Regions from separate parts of the Oryctolagus cuniculus genome. Here region 2 is linked to region 1. The links are chromatin contacts, called in public Hi-C maps. All regions are on one chromosome and are shown on one strand. The core of a region is the stretch at or near the end of the contact, and the rest is flanking DNA. Distances in the headings are between cores, read along the strand shown.

What was found. A called contact is a pair of places that touch in the nucleus more often than the background predicts.
Region 2: a Hi-C map of an unstated tissue shows a contact between it and region 1, with 3 times the contacts expected there. The contact joins the promoter of LOC138850323 here to the enhancer-like site in region 1. A contact is called at or near these places in 3 of 6 Hi-C or Micro-C datasets (psoas muscle, skin fibroblasts and an unstated tissue).

What each region holds. Positions count from the first base shown.
Region 1 is chr7:2,471,515-2,476,688 of mOryCun1.1, reverse strand. No RefSeq gene overlaps it. Among named protein-coding and RNA genes, the nearest start is that of RABGAP1L, 43 kb to the left of the region's middle. Within about 2 kb of position 1,783, at least 1 of the 8 cell types and tissues checked has an H3K27ac peak or open chromatin away from gene starts, as enhancers often do.
Region 2 is chr7:2,571,076-2,576,398 of mOryCun1.1, reverse strand. LOC138850323 reads left to right here and starts at 1,772. Exons shown (of 3, transcript XM_070076750.1): 1 at 1,772-3,307; 2 at 3,411-3,881. The coding sequence starts at 1,772. The region is part of intron 1 of RABGAP1L (RAB GTPase activating protein 1 like); the gene reads right to left.

The DNA of each region.
Region 1 (5,174 bases), core at 534-3,033:
TTACTTGAGCCAGCACCTGCAGGTTCCCAACACCTGCTGCCTCCCGGTAGCAGGAAACAGGAATGGAGAACAGAGCTGGGACTTGAACCCAAGCACTCCAACACGGGATGCAGACATCTCAACCAGGCTCGGCCAAATGCCAGCCCCTCAAATTATTTTTTTGTTGTTGTTGTTAAGGTTTATTTGTTTATTTGAAAGGCAGAGTTAGATAGAGAAGGAGACACAGCAGAGTGATCTTCCATCCACTGGTTCACTCTCCAGTTGGCCACAATGGCCAGGCCTGGGCCAGGAGCCAGGAGATTCATCCAGGTCTCCCACCCATGTACCTGGGCCATCTTCCTGTTTTTGTAGCTGCATTAGCAGGGAGCTGGATCTGAAGTAGAACAGCTGGGAATCGAACCAGCGCCCACATGGGATGCTGGCATTGCAGGCAGCAGCTTAACCTGCTACACCACAATGCCAGCCCCTCAACCTATTTTTAATTCTCTAATATTATTTGTTTAAGAATACCATTCATCTGGCATATAAATTATTTCTTTAAATAATTTTAAGAGTCAAATTAACAGAACTTTACAACTATAAATTATAGCTACATTTAGCTAAATTATGTATTTAGCTCATACATACTGCCATGTAGCTACATGACAGAAATAAGCCTGTACTTAAGCCGTAAAAACATAATTCTTTTGACCTCTGTTCATCATTAAGGATTTCTTCATTTCTATTATTTATTTGGAAATTTTTTTTCTCATTTGTTTTTAATCTTTCTTGAGAAGAAGAGTAGTTATACAAAGGCTATGGTGTTTGCCAACAATAAATGGATTTTAATGGAAACCTTTTATCTGGGACAAACCTTAAGGAGAGCAATAATGGACAATACGTTCTGCACAACTCGTTAGCTTTCACTCTCACATTTATTGTGGTCAAGTGATTTGTACAAAGGACTGCAAGGCAGGGTCTCTGTATATGTTTCTAAGCTGTTTATTTCTTTTGCAGAGTGACCTTGAATGAACCCACTAATATTTTTTGTTTTGCCTTCACATACTGAACTGTAAGACAGGAATTCTTATAACAAATCAAAGATAATATTTTTACTGAGAGATGATAAAGAACAAAACACTGGAACAAGAATCCTGGTTCTGGTTTTCACAATACAATTTGAGGCATCAACCATACCACTTCTCATGTGTCAGTTTCCTCAGTCTATCAAGAATAATAACACCTGCACTATCTATCTCAAATTATGCATGTGGAAACAGTTTAAAAAGTATAAAACTGAGGCCAGCACTATGGCTTAGCGGGTAAAGCCGCCACCTGCAGTGCCAGCATTCCATATGGGCACCGGTTTGAGTCCCGGCTGCTCCACTTCCCATACAAGTCTCTGCTATGGCCTGGGAAAGCAGTAGAAAATGACGGCCCAAGTCCTTGGGCCCCTGCACCCATGTGGGAGACCCAGATGAAACTCCTGGCTCTGGGCTTCAGATCAGCTCAGCTCTGGCCGTTGTGGTCATTTGGAGAGTGAACCAGAGGAATGGAAGACCTGTCTCTCTCTGGCTCTATCTCTCTCTGTAACTCTGTCTTTCAAATCCATAAAATAATTCTTTTATAAAAGAGAGAGAAAGAGAGAGAGAGATTGGCTTGACAAATGTGCTATATCTACTCTGAAATAACCAAGTGCCAAAGGACTAGGAAAGTACTCAAACACCCCTATGAAGAGGCTTCTTTGTTTCTTTGATCACTGGCCCTTTAAATAGGGTCTGGAGTATCTCATATTAACTCTCTGGAGCTGTGAATTTATAGATTAAAAACCGCTGATGCACGACAGCCATGCGATTAATCAAAACACCAGAAACACTGGCAGACGGCAAGATGCTTATTTGGGCAGCTCCGTAATTCGGGCTCTTCAGTCGGAAAAAATATCTCAAGCCTCCTCCTTTACAGAAGTTCTTTCTGTTTCTCAACTTTCAGCATCTGACCCTAAATAGAATTCCTTTCTATTTTTAAGCCCCTTTCAACAAAGCGAGAGCTGGATTTCCACCCCAGGTTTTGTCTTTCATCCGTCAACACTGCAGTTGAAGACAAACCTCAGTTCCCGTTCATCTCAAGTGGGATAAACCCTCTGACTTGTAATCACAGCTCCTCGGCATCTGGTTAGCACACGAGTTTGGTGCAGGGCAATGCTCTGAGGGGTGGTGCTGCCTGCGTCTCTGGGTGACCTTGACCATCTCTCAGATTCTTTGCCTAGAGAATGCGACATAGTTCATCAATATAGGAATGTTGTTATTAAAGAGCTATATGTACCATAGTTAATTAGAAAACTAATGATCTGTCTTAACCCAAGAAGGTCCGCCACATTTTTTGGTTTGTCTGTCTTAATCTGCTTATGCTACTATAACAGATTATCACAGACTGGGTAACTTATAAACAAGAGAAATTTATTTTTTCGTAATTCTGGAGGCCAGAAATTTCCATATCAAAGCACCAGCAGGTTCACCCTTAGGTCAATCTGTGCTTCCAAGATGGCGCATTGAGTGCTGCATCCTCCGAAGGAGAGTGCGCCCTCACATGGCAGAAGGCGGAAGTGCTCAGAGGTGAACTCCCTCTGCTAAGTTCATGGTTCAATGACCTCACACAGGCCCCATGTCCCAACACGGTCCGTTGGAAGGGACATGTTCAGACCACATGGTTCTTGATTGGGAGGCAAGCTTTGATTCATGGCGTTGAAAAGAGATTTATTTCTAAAGTGAAATATGCCACGCCATGGGGCTGGCGCTGTGGCATAGCAGGTAAAGCCACCACCTGCAGTGCCAGGCATCCCATATGGGCACTGGTTCTAGTCCCAGCTGCTCCACTTCCGATCCAGCTCTCTGCTATGGCCTGGGAAAGCAGTAGAAGATGGCCCAAGTCCTTGGGTCCCTGCACCCGCATGGGAGACCCGGAAGAAGCTCCTGGCTCCTGGCTTCAAATTGGGGCAGCTCTGGCCATTGTGGGCAATTGGGGATTGAACCAGCAGATGGAAGACCTTTCTCTCTCTCTCTGCCTCTCCTCTCTGTGTAACTCTGACTTTCAAATAAATATATAAATCTTTTTTTTTTTTAAGAAATAATCCCTGCGTGCAAGGATTTTACAGAACGCCTTGCACCTTCTGATACATTTTAAAGGACTAGATGAAAAGAAAGCCAAGATTCCTAGCCATGCACACAGCATGATTTTTAAAAATTACAAAAGTTGCAGTGACTTTAACAGTGTCTCTGAAATACTGCGATTGTCAATTAACTTTTTGTTTTCATTTTTTAAAGGATGTATTTATTTGAAAGGCAGAGTTAGACGGAGAGACAGAGAGACAGTGAGATCTTCCATCCGCCAGTTTACTCCCCAAATGGCCACAGCAGCCGGAGCTGAGCTGATCCGAAGCCAGAGTTAAGAGCTTCTTCCAGGTTTCCCACGTGGGTGCAGGGCCCAAGCCCTTGGGCCACCTCCCGCTGCTTTCCCAGGTCATCAGCAGGGAGCAAGATCAGAGGTGGAGCAGCCGGGACACGAACTGGTGCCCATATGGGACATCGGCTCTGCAGGTGGATGCTTAACCCACTATGCCACAGTGCCGCCCCCTCTGTTTTCATTTTTTAGAAGTCAACAACTGGGGCTGGTGCTGTGGCTCAGCAGGTTAAAGCCCTGGCCTGAAGTGCCGGCATCCCATATGGGCACCAGTTCATGTCCTAGCTTCTCCTCTTCCAATCCAGCTCTCTGCTGTGGCCTGGGAAAGCAGTAGATGATGGCCCAAGTCCTTAGGTCCCTGCACCCGCATGGGAGACCCGGAAGAAGCTCCTGGCTCCTGGCTTCAGATCAGCTCAGCTCTGGCCATTGCGGCCATCTGGGGAGTGAATCAGCAGATGGAAGACCTCTATCTCTGTCTCTACCTCTCTCTCTAAGTCTGTCTTTCAAATAAATAAAATAAATCTTTAAAAAAAAAAGTCAACAACTTTTATGAGCTATGTTAAAAGGAGAAACAGTCCTCAGTCTTTCTAACGAAAGGCAGCTGCTTTCAACTCCCAGTGCTTCGTCTCATGCTCCATGCTTGCAGTGCTATTTCGTCTTTCAGTTGTAGGTGTTCACCGCCATCTTTCCTTCCCCAGCCCCTCCCCAGCCCTGCAATTACACACGTGCATACACAAGTAGCTATGATTCTTAACCTCACAATATGGAGATATAACTTGGGTGAGCTAAATATATAGTGTTTATATTATCATAACTATATCTACTTTCAGAAAAGTGATGTAGTCAGCTATGATAATTTTCCTCTCCTACAAAATGTTTGTTTCCCCTAGAATTAATTATTTGTGGGGCCGGCACTGTGGTGTAGCAGATTAAAGCCCTGGCCTGCAGTGCCAGCATCCCATTTGGGAGCCAGTTCTAGTCTCAGCTGTTCCACTTCCGATCCAGCTCTCCGCTAAGGCCTGGGAAAGCAGTAGAAGATAGCCCAAGTCCCTAGGTCCCTGTACCCGCATGGGAGACCCGGAAGAAGCTCCTGGCTCCGGGCTTCAGATCAGGGCAACTCTGGCCATTGCGGGCAATTGGGGAGTGAACCAGTGGATGGAAGACCTCTCTCCCTCTCACTCTCTCCCTCTCCTCTCTCTGTGTAACTCTGACTTTCAAATAAATAAATCTTAAAACAAATAATTTGTGTGTGTGTAATTTTCTAATCTCTATTTGGGTTGAACTCTCTGCCATTGTTTAAATTCACATAAAATACTGCATCAATTTCACCATCCCGAATATTTCTGTAGTAGGACTTCTCACTTACTCACACTCATCTTGGAGGAGCCTTTCACATCTCTCCCAAGATAGATCTCTTAGTTTATTTCGACAGTACACAATCCTCAGTAACTTCTTCAGAAAATATACGTGAGGGGCTGGCACTGTGGCGTAGAAGAAGCGTGCACCTGCAGAGACAACATCCCGCGTGGGCACCAGTTCTCGTCCTGTCTGCTCCACTTCTGATCTAGTGCCCTGCTAATGCGCCTTGGAAAGCAGTGGAAGATGGCCCAAGTACTAGGACCTCTACCCATATGGAAGCTCAGAAGCTGGCTCCTGGCTTTGGCCTGGCCCGGCCTGGCCGCTGTGGTCATCTGGGGAGTGGAACAGCGAGTGGAGGACCTCTCTCTCTCTCTCTCTCT
Region 2 (5,323 bases), core at 523-3,022, 100 kb before region 1:
AACACCTAAATCAATATAAAAGTAAAATCATACTATGAGCTCTTCAATCACAATAGAATTAAACTAGGAATCAGAAGCGAAAAATACCTGGAAAGTTCTCACATACAAGAAACGGAAAATTAATTTTAAACAAACCATGAGTCACAATGAGACAAGAGAATTTTTAAACATTTCAAATGAAATGAACAGAATTTATCAAAACTTGTTATGTGCAGTGAAAGCACTTAGAGGGAAATTTAAAGCATTAAGTGAATATACTAAAAAAAGAAAAAAATACCTAAAATCTTTTAATACAGATATCCTTACTAACTTGGGAAATTCAGAAAAAGGAGAGTAGATAAAAGGAAACAAAAAACACAGAAATTAATGCAACTGAAAACAGGAAATTAACACAGAAAAATTTTTAAAAAGCTCATTCATTGAAATGATTTATAAATTATCAACTTCTAACCAAGCTAAACAAGAAAAAGAAGAAACACAAATTACCAATATCACAAATGAAAGAAAGGTCATCATTACCAACAGATGGACACTAAAAGAATGATAATGGAATACTACCAAAAAACTATATCCACAAATTTGGTAGCTTAGCTGAAATGGACCAGTTCTTTGAAAGATAAAAAGTGCCAACACTCACCCCAGGGAGTGTTGGATAATCTGAATAGACATGGATAATCTGAATAGTGCTCTCTCATGCTCACAATCAATCTCTCTCTCTCTCTCTCTCTCTCTCTATATATATATATATATATATACACACACACATTTTTGAAATTTTTATTTATTTATGTGAGAGGCAGAGAGATAATAAGAGCTCTCATCCATTTGTTCACTGGTGAATTCTACCAAACCTTGAAGGAGGAAATACAATCAATTTCCCATAATCTCTTCAAAAAATTAGAATGCAAAGGAGTACTTCCTAACCCCTTTCTGTGAAATGAGCATCACCTAATACTAAAACCAGACTATAAGAAAACTACAGATCACTATTTCTACTGACACAGACAGAAAAAAATCCTCATGAAAATACTACCAAATGATATCCAACAATGTATTAAAATATTTACTAGGTATTTAAGACTATCTCAACATTCAAAAAATAACCAATGTAACTAAACAAATCAACAGGCTTAAAAAATCATGATCATATTAATATAAAAATACATTTTAATGAAATCCAATACCTATTTATGATTTAAAAAAAAAAAAAACTCAGCAAACTAGCAAATGAGGGGAACTTCCTCAACTTGACATAGGCAATCTTCCCAAAAACAAACAAAAAAAACCACCTACAGCTATCATCATATTTCACTGTGAGACACTGGACTCTTTACTCCTAATGCTGAAACAAGGCAAAGATGTCCTCTCTCATCACAATGATCCATTCAGCATTATAAGAAATAAAATATAGATTAGGAAAGATTAAATCAAACTGCTTTTATCCATAGATTAGATGGTTCTTTATGTAAAAAGCCTCAAGGAACCTGCGAAAAAAAAAAAAAGTTTAAAAAGAAAACCCCCCCTAAAACTAATAAATAAACATAGTAAGGCATCAGGATACAAAGTCAATATACAAAAGTCAATGTCTTCTCTACACATAATAAACAATACTAAGTTGAAATTTATTTTTTTAAAGTGTTATTTACAATAGAGGGAAAATGAAATAAATAGGTACACATGCATACTTCAAAAGTTCATTGGAAAGAAAAATTTATTTTGGTGCACAAAAATCTGGGATGGGGCAAGAGTTGTGACAACAAGTTAAACCAACATGTGCATTGCCAGCATCCTCTATCACAGTGCATCCCCCATCACAGTGCACCCCCATCACAGTGCACCCCATCAGTCATCCCCATCACAGTGCACCCCCACACAGTCATCCCCATCACAGTCACCCCCATCACAGTCATCCCCATCACAGTCACCCCCATCACAGTCATCCCCATCACAGTCACCCCCATCACAGTCATCCCCATCACAGTCATCCCCATCACAGTCATCCCCATCACAGTGCACCCCCATCACAGTGCACCCCCATCACAGTCACCCCCATCACAGTGCACCCCCATCACAGTCACCCCCATCACAGTCGTCCCCATCACAGTCACCCCCATCACAGTCATCCCATTCACAGTGCACCCCATCAGTCATCCCCATCACAGTCATCCCCATCACAGTCATCCCCATCACAGTGATCCCTATCACAGTCATCCCCATCACAGTCATCCCCATCACAGTGCACCCCATCAGTCATCCCCATCACAGTGCACCCCCATCACAGTGCACCCCCATCACAGCCATCCCCATCACAGTCACCCCCATCACAGTCATGCCCATCACAGTCACCCCCATCACAGTGCACCCCCATCACAGTCATCCCTATCACAGTCATCCCCATCACAGTCATCCCCATCACAGTCATCCCCATCACAGTGCACCCCATCAGTCATCCCCATCACAGTGCACCCCCATCACAGTCATGCCCATCACAGTCATCCCCATCACAGTGCACCCCCATCACAGTCATCCCTATCACAGTCATCCCCATCACAGTCATCCCCATCACAGTGCACCCCATCAGTCATCCCCATCACAGTGCACCCGCATCACAGTCACCCCCATCACAGTCATGCCCATCACAGTGCACCCGCATCACAGTCACCCCCATCACAGTCATCCCCATCACAGTCATCCCCATCACAGTGCACCCCCATCACAGTCATCCCAATCACAGTGCACCCCCATCACAGTCATCCCCATCACAGTCATCCCCATCACAGTCATGCCCATCACAGTGATCACAGTGCATGCCCATCACAGTCATCCCCATCACAGTGCACCCCCATCACAGTCATCCCCATCACAGTCATCCCCATCACAGTCACCCCCATCACAGTCATCCCAATCACAGTGCACCCCCATCACAGTCATCCCCATCACAGTCACCCCCATCACAGTCATCCCAATCACAGTGCACCCCCATCACAGTCATCTCCATCAGTCATCCCCATCACAGTGCACCCCCATCACAGTCATCCCAATCACAGTCATCCCCATCACAGTGCACCCCCATCACAGTCATCCCCATCACAGTGCACCGCCATCACAGTCACCCCCATCACAGTCACCCCCATCACAGTGCACCCCCATCACAGTGCACCCCCATCACAGTCACCCCCATCACAGTCATCCCCATCACAGTCATCCCCATCACAGTGCACCCCCATCACAGTCATCCCAATCACAGTGCACCCCCATCACAGTCATCCCCATCACAGTCATCCCCATCACAGTCATGCCCATCACAGTGATCACAGTGCATGCCCATCACAGTCATCCCCATCACAGTGCACCCCATCACAGTGCACCCCCATCACAGTCATCCCCATCACAGTGCACCCCCATCACAGTGCACCCCCATCACAGTCATCCCCATCACAGTGCACCCCCATCACAGTCATCCCAATCACAGTGCACCCCCATCACAGTCATCCCCATCACAGTGCACCCCCATCACAGTGCACCCCCATCACAGTCATCCCCATCACAGTGCACCCCCATCACAGTGCACCCCCACCACAGTCATCCCCATCACAGTCATCCCCATCACAGTGATCACAGTGCACCCCCATCACAGTCATCCCCATCACAGTCATCCCCATCACAGTGCACCCCCATCACAGTGCACCCCCATCACAGTCATCCCCATCACAGTCACCCCCATCACAGTCATCCCCATCACAGTCACCCCCTTCACAGTCATCCCCATCACAGTGCACCCCCATCACAGTCATCCCCATCACAGTGCACCCCCATCACAGTGCACCCCCATCACAGTCATCCCCATCACAGTCATCCCCATCACAGTCATCCCCATCACAGTGCACCCCCATCACATTCATCCCCATCACAGTGCACCCCCATCACAGTGCATCCCCATCAGGATGCATCCCCGCAAATCTCTCTCTCCTCTCTCCTCTCTCTCTCTCTTTCTCTCTCTCCCCTCCCCCGCATCACCCTCTCTCTCTCTCCTCCCTCCCCCCTCTTTCCCTGTTGCTCTGCCTTTCTAATAAATCTTTTAAAAGCTGACAATTCTCAGAAGTCTTCTAAATAAAATTGAGCTCACTGTTCTGTGAACCCTGAACCAATACATCCATTTTAACCCACTATATACAACAGAGCAATGGGGGGGGGGGGGGGGGACCTGTTTTTGAAGACTGCCCTGCTCTAATACAAAAGTCAGACCATAAAATCTGACAAAGAATTTTTTATTTCTCTTCAAATGCAAATAAAAATCAACATTAGGCTCCGTAGTCTAGGCATAAAGTCTTCACTTGTGGGACATTTTAAAGGGATATGAGGCTAACAGAAAACAGAGTTCCACAAAGTCAGACACGTGTAGCTGTGTTTCATCTAACCATCCTGTTCTCCACTGAACCCAAAGACACTTAATATTTTTTCACTGAATTGACTCACTAGTAACAGACTTATCCTCCACAACTGTAGCAATTCTTCCAATTCCACCAAGTGAACAGCCTTTAACTCCTACTTTAATGTCACATCATTTTTGTTAAATGAGCAATGGTGATATCTCAATCAACACCTCACTTGGATGTCTGAAACTACAATTTCCACATATGTACTAGAAAAAGTCTAACAACACTCAGCAAAGTCTAACTGGAAGCTATGTTCTTCCCAAAATAACATACTCAAAAGTACAAAATTGTAGTCCATGTGATCTAATTTCATTCTGTACCAAATGTGGTTAGCTTGCTTCTTGTTTTTAGATTATATGTGTGTACCTATTCACATTCAAGTGGCTCTTGAACTAAAATAGAACTTAAAAACATGAGTGTGAGTCAAAAGTGGCTAAGTTAGGAGGACTATAAGGCATGAGAGTTAGAATGGTCACAGAAGACACATTACAAAGGTAGAAAAGGAGAAGCTCTTAATTTACTGTAAGAAAATAGACATGAATAATGTAGAACAACATTTGCCAACCAAAATTCTTCCATGTTGAACTCAGCCAGTCCAGAAAAACCCTACTCTGACTTCTGTTTTCTAAGCATCCATCCACTGTTCTAGTTCCCACATGAGAGTCACAACATTATGCATGAAAGTAAGTCTCTGGTCCTGAAAAGGGCATAGAAGAACTTTCATTACTCACAGTATTTTAGTGGACATCTATGTATTTTCATTTGTCCAGCAATAATTCCAGAACCTTTTTTAGTTTTGGGGGAATAAGCCTTCTCTCCATTCAAATAACATGGATTTTACAGAACCCTCAAGCCCCATAGAGAAACAGATTAAAAGGTGGATACTA